2 separate regions of the Mus musculus genome follow, and region 1 is linked to region 2. The links are chromatin contacts, called in public promoter capture Hi-C maps. All regions are on one chromosome and are shown on one strand. The core of a region is the stretch at or near the end of the contact, and the rest is flanking DNA. Distances in the headings are between cores, read along the strand shown. Region 1 overlaps Maco1 (macoilin 1). Region 2 has its middle 27 kb from the start of Man1c1.

Region 1 (5,096 bases), core at 2,303-4,802, 84 kb before region 2:
ACTATTACCTATATTTGTATCTTGTTTCTCTCTATGACTTGCTTCTAGTTTAGGTAGCTATTGGCAGTTAAATTGAGTGTTGTGCATACATTTGAAGATGTTGCGTTAACCTCTTAACACTATTTAATCAGAACTTCTTTCTTCTCATTAATACATTATACATGTGTATTTTACCTAGAGAAGTATTGACCTTCAGCTCCAAGGGGGTTAAGTGTACCATTAAGACAGGTAGTCATATCTGCTTACTAAATGTCCCTAGCACCTGACTGTCTCAGTTCAGTTCAGCTTGCTAATTCACATATTTCTCCTAAAATTTCCAGCATCCATCATTCTATTAAGCAGATACAACAATTGAGCCACGTCTTATAAAATTAGAAAATGGAGTGGCCAGGCATAATGATATACATCATCAATCCCAGTACTTGGGAGACAGAGGCAGGCAGGTCTCTGTGAGTTCAAGTGCAGCCAGGATTACATAATAAGACCCTAGCTAAAAAGAAGGGGAAGAGAGCCTGTGTAAGTAAATTATACAGTAAATGTCCTTATATACTCCCCGTGTGTGTGTGTGTGTGTGTGTGTGTGTGTGTGTGTGTGTGTGTGTGCGCGCACGCGCGCGCACATATATATCACATATATATAAGGTATGGCGTGTGAGGTAGAGGGCAACTTCTGGAAGTTGGTTCTCTCCTTTCATGGTGTGGGTTATAGAATGCACCTTCATCCACTGAGCAGTTGTTAGCACCATACAGTAGAGCACCGTGCAGTAGTTTAAGGAAAGTGTCTGAGTAGGTGAAGGTGCAGCTGATATTCAGGCTGTATGTGTGTTAACCCCCTTCATGATAAATGTATTACATGCATGGAAAGTGGGGAAAAGGCTCGTAGGGAAGAAGTACATCAGATGCAAGCCGAGTATGATTTGATTCAGCCTAAATGAGAGGAGTGTGAGTTGTTTACACTTTGAATTCTTTTGTTAGATTTTTTTTTTTTTAATGCTGAGTGCATTTCTTGTTTTTGTTTGTTTGCTTGTTTGTTTTTCGAGACAGGGTTTCTCTGTATAGCCCTGGCTGTCCTGGAACTCACTCTGTAGACCAGGCTGGCCTCGAACTCAGAAATCCGCCTGCCTCTGCCTCCCAAGTGCTGGGATTAAAGGTGTGCGCCACCACTGCCCGGCTGCATTTTATTCTTATAGTAAAAAGTTAAACCCAGTGAGAGGTTATAAATCATTTTACCACCTGTTTCAGTAAAAATTTGAACTATGTAGTAGGTCTTCAAAGTGACAGTTTCTTGCAGTAGCCCATGGAGATTGCTCACTGCGTTTTGACTTGTGCTTTTAAGTCGAGGTTTTGCTGCTCAGGCAGCTCAGACAGTCTTTAGTCTTTAGTAGAAGTTTCTTTGTCAGTATTTGAAATGCTTAGATTATGGATTTCTTAGGTCACTGAGACTTTCTCTTAGCGTACTCAACTAATGTCATTAGGTAGTGATCGTGAAGCCCAGGGTTTCTCAGGCAGGGACGCTGATCTTAACTATCACGCTTTGGAAAGCAGTAATTAAGAGTTGGTGGAGCTAATGACAGTAGTTAGGAAAAGACTGAAGCATTTTTGTCCTATTTTTTTATGAGAATAAATTGTTTTGTATTTTCAAAACAAACCATTTCTCTGGAGGTAGAAGTGGGTGGATCTCTGAGGCCAACCTGCTCTACAGTGCTTCATCGTAAGCCTCTGTCTTGGGGTGAAGGGGGGCGGGGGTGATGAGGTTTCCTGAGCTAGAAATGTAGCTCAGTGGGAGAGTCTAGTATTCAGGAAGCTCTGGATTCAAGCAGTTTCCTACTGCAATATGCCATATCCACACTAAAGTATACAGATCTTGAATGTGTACTTCTGAGCATGTACACACTAGAGTATATAGATCTTAGATGTATACTTCTGAAAAAGTATCCTTTCTTTCTTAACAAAGGAAACATATTTTTGTAACTTCCCTCTTTTTGTTGTATAGTACTGCTGGTTTGGCTTTGACAATATTCTCATTGAATTCCACTTCTAAAGAGCATTTTGGGAGACCAGGGAGATGGCTCAGAGGGAAAAGGCACTTGCTGCCAAGCCCAGTGACTTGAAGTAATGGCTCTCACTCACTTACACTGTGGAAGGAGCGAGCATACTCTCAGAACTTGTCCTCTGACCTTCACGTGCATGCACGCATGCAGATGTGCACACTAACTAGATAAGTGGAAAGAAACTTTTTAAAGCATTGTGTTCTGTATTTTACCAAAATTATGTTTGTATCCTTTGTTCTCAAAACTCTTTATATTATTGCAAATTTCAAGAAATCCCAAAACTTTACTTAGAGGAAATAATGTCTTTTGAAACAGTATTTCTCTGTGTAACAGAGTTCTGGACATCCTGGACTCCCTTTGTAAAGCAGACTGGCCTGAAACTCTGTCTCCCTGAAACTCTTGTGTCTCCTGACTGCTGGGATTCACTGCATACATACCCTGAAGGCCATTGTGTCATAGAGACATTTCACTTAACGTGAAAGACTGGAAGTCCGGCAGTAGTGGTGTGTGCCTTTAATCCCAGCACTGAGGAGACAGAGGGAGGCAGAACTCTTTGAGTTCTGGGCCAATCTGATCTACAGAGGGAGTTCTAGGACAGCCAAGGCTACACAAAGAGATCCTGTCTTAAAAAAACAAAACCAAGACCACCACCAACAACAACAAAACCAAAACAGAAGACTTTTAAAATGAAAAAAAGTGATAAGTACAAAATTACTAAAATGTAGCATCTGAAAGAAGGGGCTTTTTTTCTTCAGTGGCAGTAAGCTGTGCTGTGGAACCAGATTCCCCTATCTACATCTGGTACAACTTAATTAAGCTGCTGCTCAGAGGTAAATCAGCAGCTATTTCTAAATGTGTCAGGCCTCAAAATCCTAGAATAAGTGGGAAGAACCTTAGAGATGGTCAGCCGCAGATGAGGAAACTGCAAAGATGTGTGCAGAGTTGGCCCTAGAGGCTTAGGACCCTGATGACCGAGCCCTGTACAGACCAAATGCCTCTGTCCTCACAGAGGAGCCTGCCCTTTCACTAAACACGCACTACTTCCTCTGAGAGGCTGGCCTCACAAGAGATGTGAACATGAGCATGCACTTGTTAATGGGACGAACCCTACGCAGCCTATTTGTAGTGTAGCCCTTGGGTTACTTCAGGTGAATGAAGGACAGCATAGCTATGATCTAAATGCTGATCTTCAAGTACACTGAACTGAAATGACCTTGGTGATAGGGACAGTGTGGTGTGATGTGGACCTGTGACTCTTCCCTAGGGAGTGAACCCTGGCAGGAGACCAAGCAGTGCCCCTGGAACTCAGTCTCTAGGCTGTGCTCTCACAAGGAAGGGAACACTGGTGATAGCGCCTGCAGTATGACTTTGGGGCTCGAGAGTCGTTTTAAAGTTGTCTAATGGTAGTTAGGGGAAGAAAGTGTTCAGCTTTCTGTAAGAGACCAGGGAACATTACTGAGTGAGTATTGATTTCTGCAGTAGGCCCTGAGGACTTTGCACATAATAAAACATGTATGAGCTTTAGTCTGTGGATCTGACAGTCCAAAGGGAGATCCCCATTGTGCACCGGAAGCCGTGCTTCTGTCAGTGTGCTGGACTAGAGGCGCTGAGGAGTTTTCTCAGGTTGGGGTGGTAGTTGAGAGGTTAAGTGTGGCTTAGCATGAGCAAGCCCTGGCATGTCCTTAACACCGGGGAGGGATGGGGTTTCTGCACACAGAACCCAAGCACTGATGTTTGCTCATCTGTCCATTTGTGTCTTGTAGAAAAACTGTCTTCTCAGAGCTTCACTGTAGTGTACGTCCTGGGCCTGATCTTCAGCTCGGCTATCGAGGTCCAGCTGACTCTTTCCTACTGGTTCTAGTACAGTCTTTCTCAGGCACCAGACTGAGGGCTTGTCCAAGCACCATGGCTGCTCGTGCCTCGGAGGTTTTAAGTGTGCCAACTCCATTCGGAGCACTCCTCCTTCCCTGCTTCCCATCCTCTGCACAGCCTGCCCCAGATTGCTGGGCTGGGGAGGAGGATGGATGGATCCTGGGGATCCTGCCTGGCGATCGTGGGCTGCAAGATTTTCTTACTCTTATTTCTTCATCTGGGAAAAATGGGAATAATCATTGCAGTTGGCCCTTAGCTCTGCTGATTAAATTAGTTCACATTGCTACGGACCTATCGGGAGCAGTGCGTCCAGTCACTGAGGAGTGGCTGCTGCTATTATTCTTCCTAGTGTGTGTTTAATTGTAGCCTTTCTTGTGTTACTATCTAATTATTTTAGTCATCCAGTCTTTGGCCCCTGTTGAAATTATAGAGCCTTCCTGTGAAGAAGAGATTTGATTTTGCCCTTTAGTTCCTTTTACTGCTTGCTTATATTTAGACCCCAAGTGCATATCTCTTAAGCTGGTGTTATTATGGGCTAGATGGAGCAGGCAGTAAGGAATGGCACAGTAAGGTAGGTTTTAGCTTACAGTTTTCTTAATGTCCCTTTTCTTGAGCCTTGATGAGCTCTTGTGCCATACCAAAAGTGTGACTGTTACTTAGCAAGCAGTTTCTGGAAATGGATGGCGATCTTGTAGCCCATGATGAGGGACAGTGCAGTCTGATCTAGGAGAGTGTCAAAAAGAAGAGTCTCTGGCTGGGTTCTGAGTTTATTGCTCTGGCAGGCTTTACTTGCTAAGGAAGTCAGCAGTGGGGAAGAGACTTGAATGTTTAGCTCTCCTGTTTTTCCCTGCTCCTTTATCCACTACTCAGGTAGACATTGGGGACAATCAAAAGTTAAGCCCTCCTGTGAAGGCAGTCACACCATAGAACTAAGCACATCACAGGTCGTCCCGTGGAGACCGTCCCACTCCCTAAGGCGTCTCACAAATGAAAATGCTGCCTTTCTCCCTTTCCCAGGCTGGAACAAGACATTAAAAAGCTAAAGGCTGACCTGCAAGCCAGCCGGCAAGTGGAGCAAGAGCTGCGCAGTCAGATCAGCGCCCTCTCAAGCACAGAGCGAGGCATCCGCTCAGAAATGGGCCAGCTCCGGCAGGAGAACGAGCTGCTGCAGAAC
Region 2 (5,552 bases), core at 2,631-5,130:
CTTGGAGGCTCCAGCCCCGCCCCTTGGAGGCTCCAGCCCCGCCCCTTGGAGGCTCCAGCCCCGCCCCTTGGAGGCTCCAGCGTTGTTCTACTTGGAGGTTTTGAGTACTTGGCCCCTGCTCCTGGTTATTGTCTCATCCTACAGAGGCTGACAGATGTGCACAGCTGGATGGGGGCGCTCAGCAAAATCCAGATGCCTCACCACAGGCCTGAGCCATAGAGCTGGGCTCTGGGTGCTAGTCCCAGCACCATCAACCTCCATGGGTCTTAGTTTCCCTATCTGTCCAGAGGGAGGGTGCCTTCATTCTTCCCTCAGACACTAACTGGGGTTTCCTTGGTCTTCTGGCCTTATTATTTGGGGTGCATGGTTTGATTTTGTATACTTCTCCTCTCTAATTTACATTAAAAAACCAATTGTTTTATTTTCATTTGTGTGTACGTATTTGTGTGTGCGCATGCATGTGCATGCCATGCGAGTGTGGGTACCTGCAAAGTCTGGAAGAGGGCATCAGATCCGCTGGGGTGGGAGTTCCTTGAATCCCGTGACATGGATGCTGGGAACTGAACCAGGGTCCTCTGGAAGAGAAGCAAACACTTAGCCAGGGAGCCACTGCTCTGCAGCTCCATGCCAGTCTCTTCAGAGGCTGAGCTCACAAGCCTGGCTAGGAAAATGAGCTTCAGTTTCACGCTCACTGACGTTTCCGCCCGCTCTGCTGGTCTTTAAGCTGCAGCTGCACTTTTTTGGATTAAGTTATTGGGTTCCATTGTCTACCACTCCTCTGCACCCAAATCCCTTCGAACCCCCAACACTCGGTAGGAGAGAAAGAGGGTGACAGGGGAAAGGGACACAGGTCTTTTTAGATTACTTCCTGATGACTAGGGATATCGAATTCTTTGGGGCAAATCGAGTCTTCTTCATCAGACTATCCAGCAACCCAACAATAACAAAAGTGGTAGGGATCACAACAGCAGAGACCAGCAGCTGTCCCAGGCTCTCGACTTTATACCCTCTTAAGAGTCCCCAGAATGCCAAATGCAAATTATCTGCAGCTGGCAAAAATCACGTCCCTTCTAGAACATGAGATAAATCATTGCGGCTGTGGACAATCTGAAGCAGCCCCATGCCCCAACCCCTGGACCAGAACAAAACATAATCACATAGCATAACTGGGTTTTTATAAGGAAACCAAAATCCTCACTACATTAAGGAGACACACATTTCTAGCCTATACCGTCTCTGTTCCTTTAACAGCTTACTTTAGTCTTCTTGCAAGGCAGGTTTACCGGCAGTAAATTCCACTATTTTTATCTTTTGCAGAAATCCTTATTTCTTCACTTTGTGCATATGCCTGTGTGATGTGTGTGCATGGTGCACACATTTGTGTGTGTGAGTGTGGCTGCACACCTGACGTGATGTGAGAGTGGAGGTCAGAGGTCAGTCTTCCTCCTACCTTGTTTGAAACTGGGATTCTTTTTGTCCTTTAGCACTGTGTAGCCCAGGCTAGCTGGTCTGCAAACTCTGGGGCTTTCTCCTCTCACCATAGGGGTGCCAGGGTCCCAGAGGTGCACTTCTGTGCATGGCATTACATCGGTTCTGAGGATTCAGACTTGGGACTTCAGTTTACCCATCATGCATCTCTCTCTTCAGCCCATCTTTCATATTTAAGGGCAAGTTCATGAGGTGCAGACTTCTTGGTTGGTGGGGCCTTTTCTTTGATCACATTAAAAATTCACACAAATGTGAATGCTTGAGACAACCTTGAGACAGGGTTTCTCTGTGTAGCCCTGGCTGTCCTGAAACTCACTCTGTAGTCCAGGCTGGCTTCCAACTCAGAGATCTACCTGCCTCTCCAGTGCTGGGATTAAAGGTGTGCCCCTCCCGCACTGCCCCCCCCCCCAGTAGTTTGCACAGGTTTTCTTTGGCCACTTCAGGGATGGTTTCCTTCATCTTTGGTTTGCTGTAGTTTGAAATCAATGTGACAGAGGTTGTCTGCTGTTTGGCTTGGCATTCCTTCATCTTTTCTCCAGGTTTGGCCTCTCACATTACTGTGGGAGAAAGTCACAATGATGACATCAAGTATTGTTTCTGGTCCGTTCTCTTGATCTTTGTCTCCTGGTATCCCCTTCACATGTGTGATACCTACTGCATTCACCCCACCACAGACACTAGAAACTCCCATAGCATCCTCCGTCTGTGTCACTCACTTCAGCAGCTAAACACTATCCTGCTTTCTGTGTGCTCCTCTGCCCTGGGCCTGTGATGGAAATGCAACCATATTCTCTGTGGTAACTCTCCCACTTAATGTAATGCCTCCCAGGATCAGTGTGGATGTCTCCCCCCTTCATCCTCCTCTCTCTGGTTTAGCCAGGACCCCTGCTGTGGCAAGGGTCAGCATGACAGCTCATTGCAGAACATGTGTGGAGTCTCTGGTATCCTGGCCCCCACAGTTTACCTATGTTACTCCTTAGCTGCTTCCCCCTCCCCACTCCTACCTGCAGCTACCAGCCTGTGGCTCCTGCTGTTAAGACCCCATGCTTCCCGGGCGGGCGCTGGGAGTCCTCTTAGGTGGGTGTTGGGAGGCTGTATGAGCTCAGCACCTTTCTGTGACCCCTGCTGAGCCTCAGCACATGGTAGGCCCCAGGCTGGCTGTTGTCCTTTGACCACAATGGTTCTCTATTCTCTTCTTACACTTCTCTTTTCTGAGGCTGCCCAAGGGAGGGGACAGCCTCCCATACCAGACAGTATCCCCGGAAAATGTATTTGCTTTTTCTATAAAAATCTATTTTTAGATATATTTACTTTATTTCATGTGTATGACTATTTTTGCTTGCCTATACGTCTCTTCATCATGTGTGTGCCTGGAAACTGGAGTAACGGATGGTTGTGAGCTGCCCTTTTGGTGCTGGGAATCAAACCTGGATCCTCTGCAAGAAGTGCTCTTCAGCCGGGCATGGTGGCATACACCTTTAATCCCAGCACTTGGGAGGCAGAGGCAGGTGGACTTTTGAGTTCGAGGCCAGCCTGGTCTACAGAGTGAGTTCCAGGACAGCCAGGGCTACACAGAGAAACCCTGTCTCGGAAAAAAAAAAGAAGTGCTCTTCACTGCTGCATGGTCTTTCGGAGACCCACATTTTGTTTTCTTGATACCTTTACCTCTGGGATTGGCTGGTGGGAAAATCTAGTGAGAATCTTGATTTTTTTGAAAAACACAGACATATGGGAATATGTCTTCATTTTGATCACAGATACGGGATATGGGGCTGCTTCAGACTGTCCACAGCAGCTGACTAGGAGTTAGCCTTGTGCTCTAAGAGGGGTGTGGTTTTGCTAGCCACAGACAATTTTGGAGATTGTGTGACCTTTGGAATTCTGGGGACACTTCAGAGGGTCTATAAATGCTAGGGCCCTGAGAGGCAGGGTGGGCTGTTGGCTGGTTGCTATTAGTTAAGTAGTTGTGTGCAAAGGAACTAGAAGAAGAAATTAGATATTCTGCTGGGTGAAAATCAAACTGGCCTAAAGGAACTTGATGCTCCTAATCAGCAGGAAGTAGTTTAAAGATAACGTCACCCCCTTTCCCCTCTATCCTTTTTATCCTCTCCTGTCTCCTGTTAGTGTGTTGAAAGGGTGGAAGAGAAGGGGTAGAGACAGGTGGAAAGTGGTTCTGGGTCTCACTTCTCACCCTGGGCTGTCCAGGTGCCTGCTGCACATGGGGTGGGAAAGGATAGAGGAAGGCGGAACCGGTGGATCAGCAGGACCTCAGGATGTCGATCCAGCTTCGAGGTCCCTTAGAAGGCATTCAGTGAAACACTGTGTGCGTAATAGCTCCAGGGCGCTTAGAGACCTCGGGAAGTGAGAAGGGGTGTGTCAGCTGAAAGAACTTTGGCTGAGGCTTGCAGAGCTGGGAACACCTCATTTGCATGGGAATGCCTCATTTGCATGGAGAGGCATTCCAAAGGCCTGCAGGGCAGGAGAATGGGAGTTGAACCAAAGACCAAGTAACGTTCCTCAGATAGAGGATGTGGGGGTCAGGCTCCCTAGATAAGGTCAGGCAGAGAAGAGGAAGCCCTGCTGAAAACGGCAGTCCTCCTTTTTGTGCAGAGCTCGGGGAGCTGTCCAGTCATGGTATACAACGACCTTTACAGCAACAAGGTTTCTCAACAATGGAAGAAAGAAGAACCAACAGAGTAGTCAGTCTGGCTACAGAAAATCTTCAGTTTCACATCTCTGAGGAATCCCTGTCCCCAGTCTTTTGAAAATGGAGAGGGAGGGTGGTCAGTTGCTCTCTCAGTGAGCTCTAGAAGGAGCGTCCTGCTGCCCCAGTCTGATGGCTTAGCAATGTTCTTGTGCGGGGCATGAAACCCAGGGCTTTGCATGTATTCAACTACTGAGCCACACCCCATCCGCATAAATACTCCGCTATGCCTCTGATCCTCATTATCCATTCAAGAAGCAAAGGGACACCCCTTCTCCTGCCCATCCCATAATCCCAACCAGTAGTCCCAACATTACTTCAGAATTAATATGAATGATTGGCTTCTGCAGGGCAAACCAGGAGGAGAAGGAGTGTGTGTGTGTGTGTGTGTGTGTGTGTGATGGCAGCCCCACTAGCGCTTGCAGACCACTTCGCCTCTGCTTCCCCTTATCTCACAGATACAAGAGGAAATGATGCCAGAGGTCGTCTCCCCCATAGATGGAGGTTTGCATCTTGCTCAGAGAGGTGAGGTGATTTGCCTGAGATCACACAGCAGGTGTGCATGGAAACCAGGATTTGATCCTGTGTCACGGATCAAATTTTTACTAGCGCAGGTTGGCTTGGTCTTTGGACCTATTCAGCTCCCCTGGGCCCCAGGATCCCAGTGGGCCCAAAATGGGATCTTTATCCCGCTCCACCTCATGATTTCTTCTTTTCACCAGCCTCCAGCATGGGGTGTGGAGAAGTGATTTTTGGAAACAAAGGTCTGACTGGCAAGAGAACTGTGGGCTTTGAGCCTGGTCTTCATCCCCATCTCACTGTTTTTCTGCTTTGGGGCTCTGGGTCCGACTCTGCCTGACAGTTTCCTCATCTGTCTGCTGTACTGGTGAGTTTTCTGCCAACCTGACACAAGTTAGAGTCATCTGAGAGGAAGGAACCTTGTTTGGGAAAGTGCTCTCATAGATCAGGCTGTAGACAAGCCTGCTGGGCATTTTCTTAATGACTGATTGACAGGGGAGGGGCCCAGCCCATGGTGGGTGAAGCCGTTCTTGGGCTGATGGTCCTGGGTTCTATAAGGAAGCAGGCTGAGCAATCCAGGGAAACAAGCCAGTAAGTAGCACCCGTCCTTGGCTTCTGCAATAGCTTGTGCCTCCAGGTTCCTGCCCTGCTTGAGCTCCTGTTCTCACTTCTATGACATCGACCAGTGATGTGGAAGTGTGAGCTGCGTAGGCCCTTTCCCCCTCAGATTGCTTTCGGTCATGATGTTTCTGTCAAGAAGGAAATTAACCCTTCTTATTTATTCCCATTTTGTAGATGGCTTGGAGACAAGATGTGAGGCAGTGACACCTAGACTCCTTAC

Evidence for each region. Capture Hi-C pulls out chosen DNA fragments and counts their contacts.
Region 1: a promoter capture Hi-C map of liver shows a contact between it and region 2. The contact joins two enhancer-like sites. A contact is called at or near these places in 4 of 484 Hi-C or Micro-C datasets (Sertoli cells, bone marrow-derived macrophages, cerebral cortex and 1 more), 3 of 115 datasets of contacts at active chromatin or transcription factors (acute myeloid leukemia and embryonic stem cells) and 3 of 9 other capture datasets (adipose tissue, liver and pancreatic islet).

The regions. Positions count from the first base shown.
Region 1 is chr4:134,812,542-134,817,637 of GRCm38.p6, reverse strand. It overlaps Maco1 (macoilin 1), which reads left to right. Exons shown (of 11, transcript NM_025382.6): 7 at 4,940-5,096. Among named protein-coding and RNA genes, the nearest start is that of Maco1, 38 kb to the left of the region's middle. Within about 2 kb of position 3,552, at least 37 of the 459 cell types and tissues checked have an H3K27ac peak or open chromatin away from gene starts, as enhancers often do. A contact at or near this core is called in liver, where this site is marked.
Region 2 is chr4:134,728,724-134,734,275 of GRCm38.p6, reverse strand. No RefSeq gene overlaps it. Among named protein-coding and RNA genes, the nearest start is that of Man1c1, 27 kb to the right of the region's middle. Within about 2 kb of position 3,880, at least 52 of the 459 cell types and tissues checked have an H3K27ac peak or open chromatin away from gene starts, as enhancers often do. A contact at or near this core is called in liver, where this site is marked.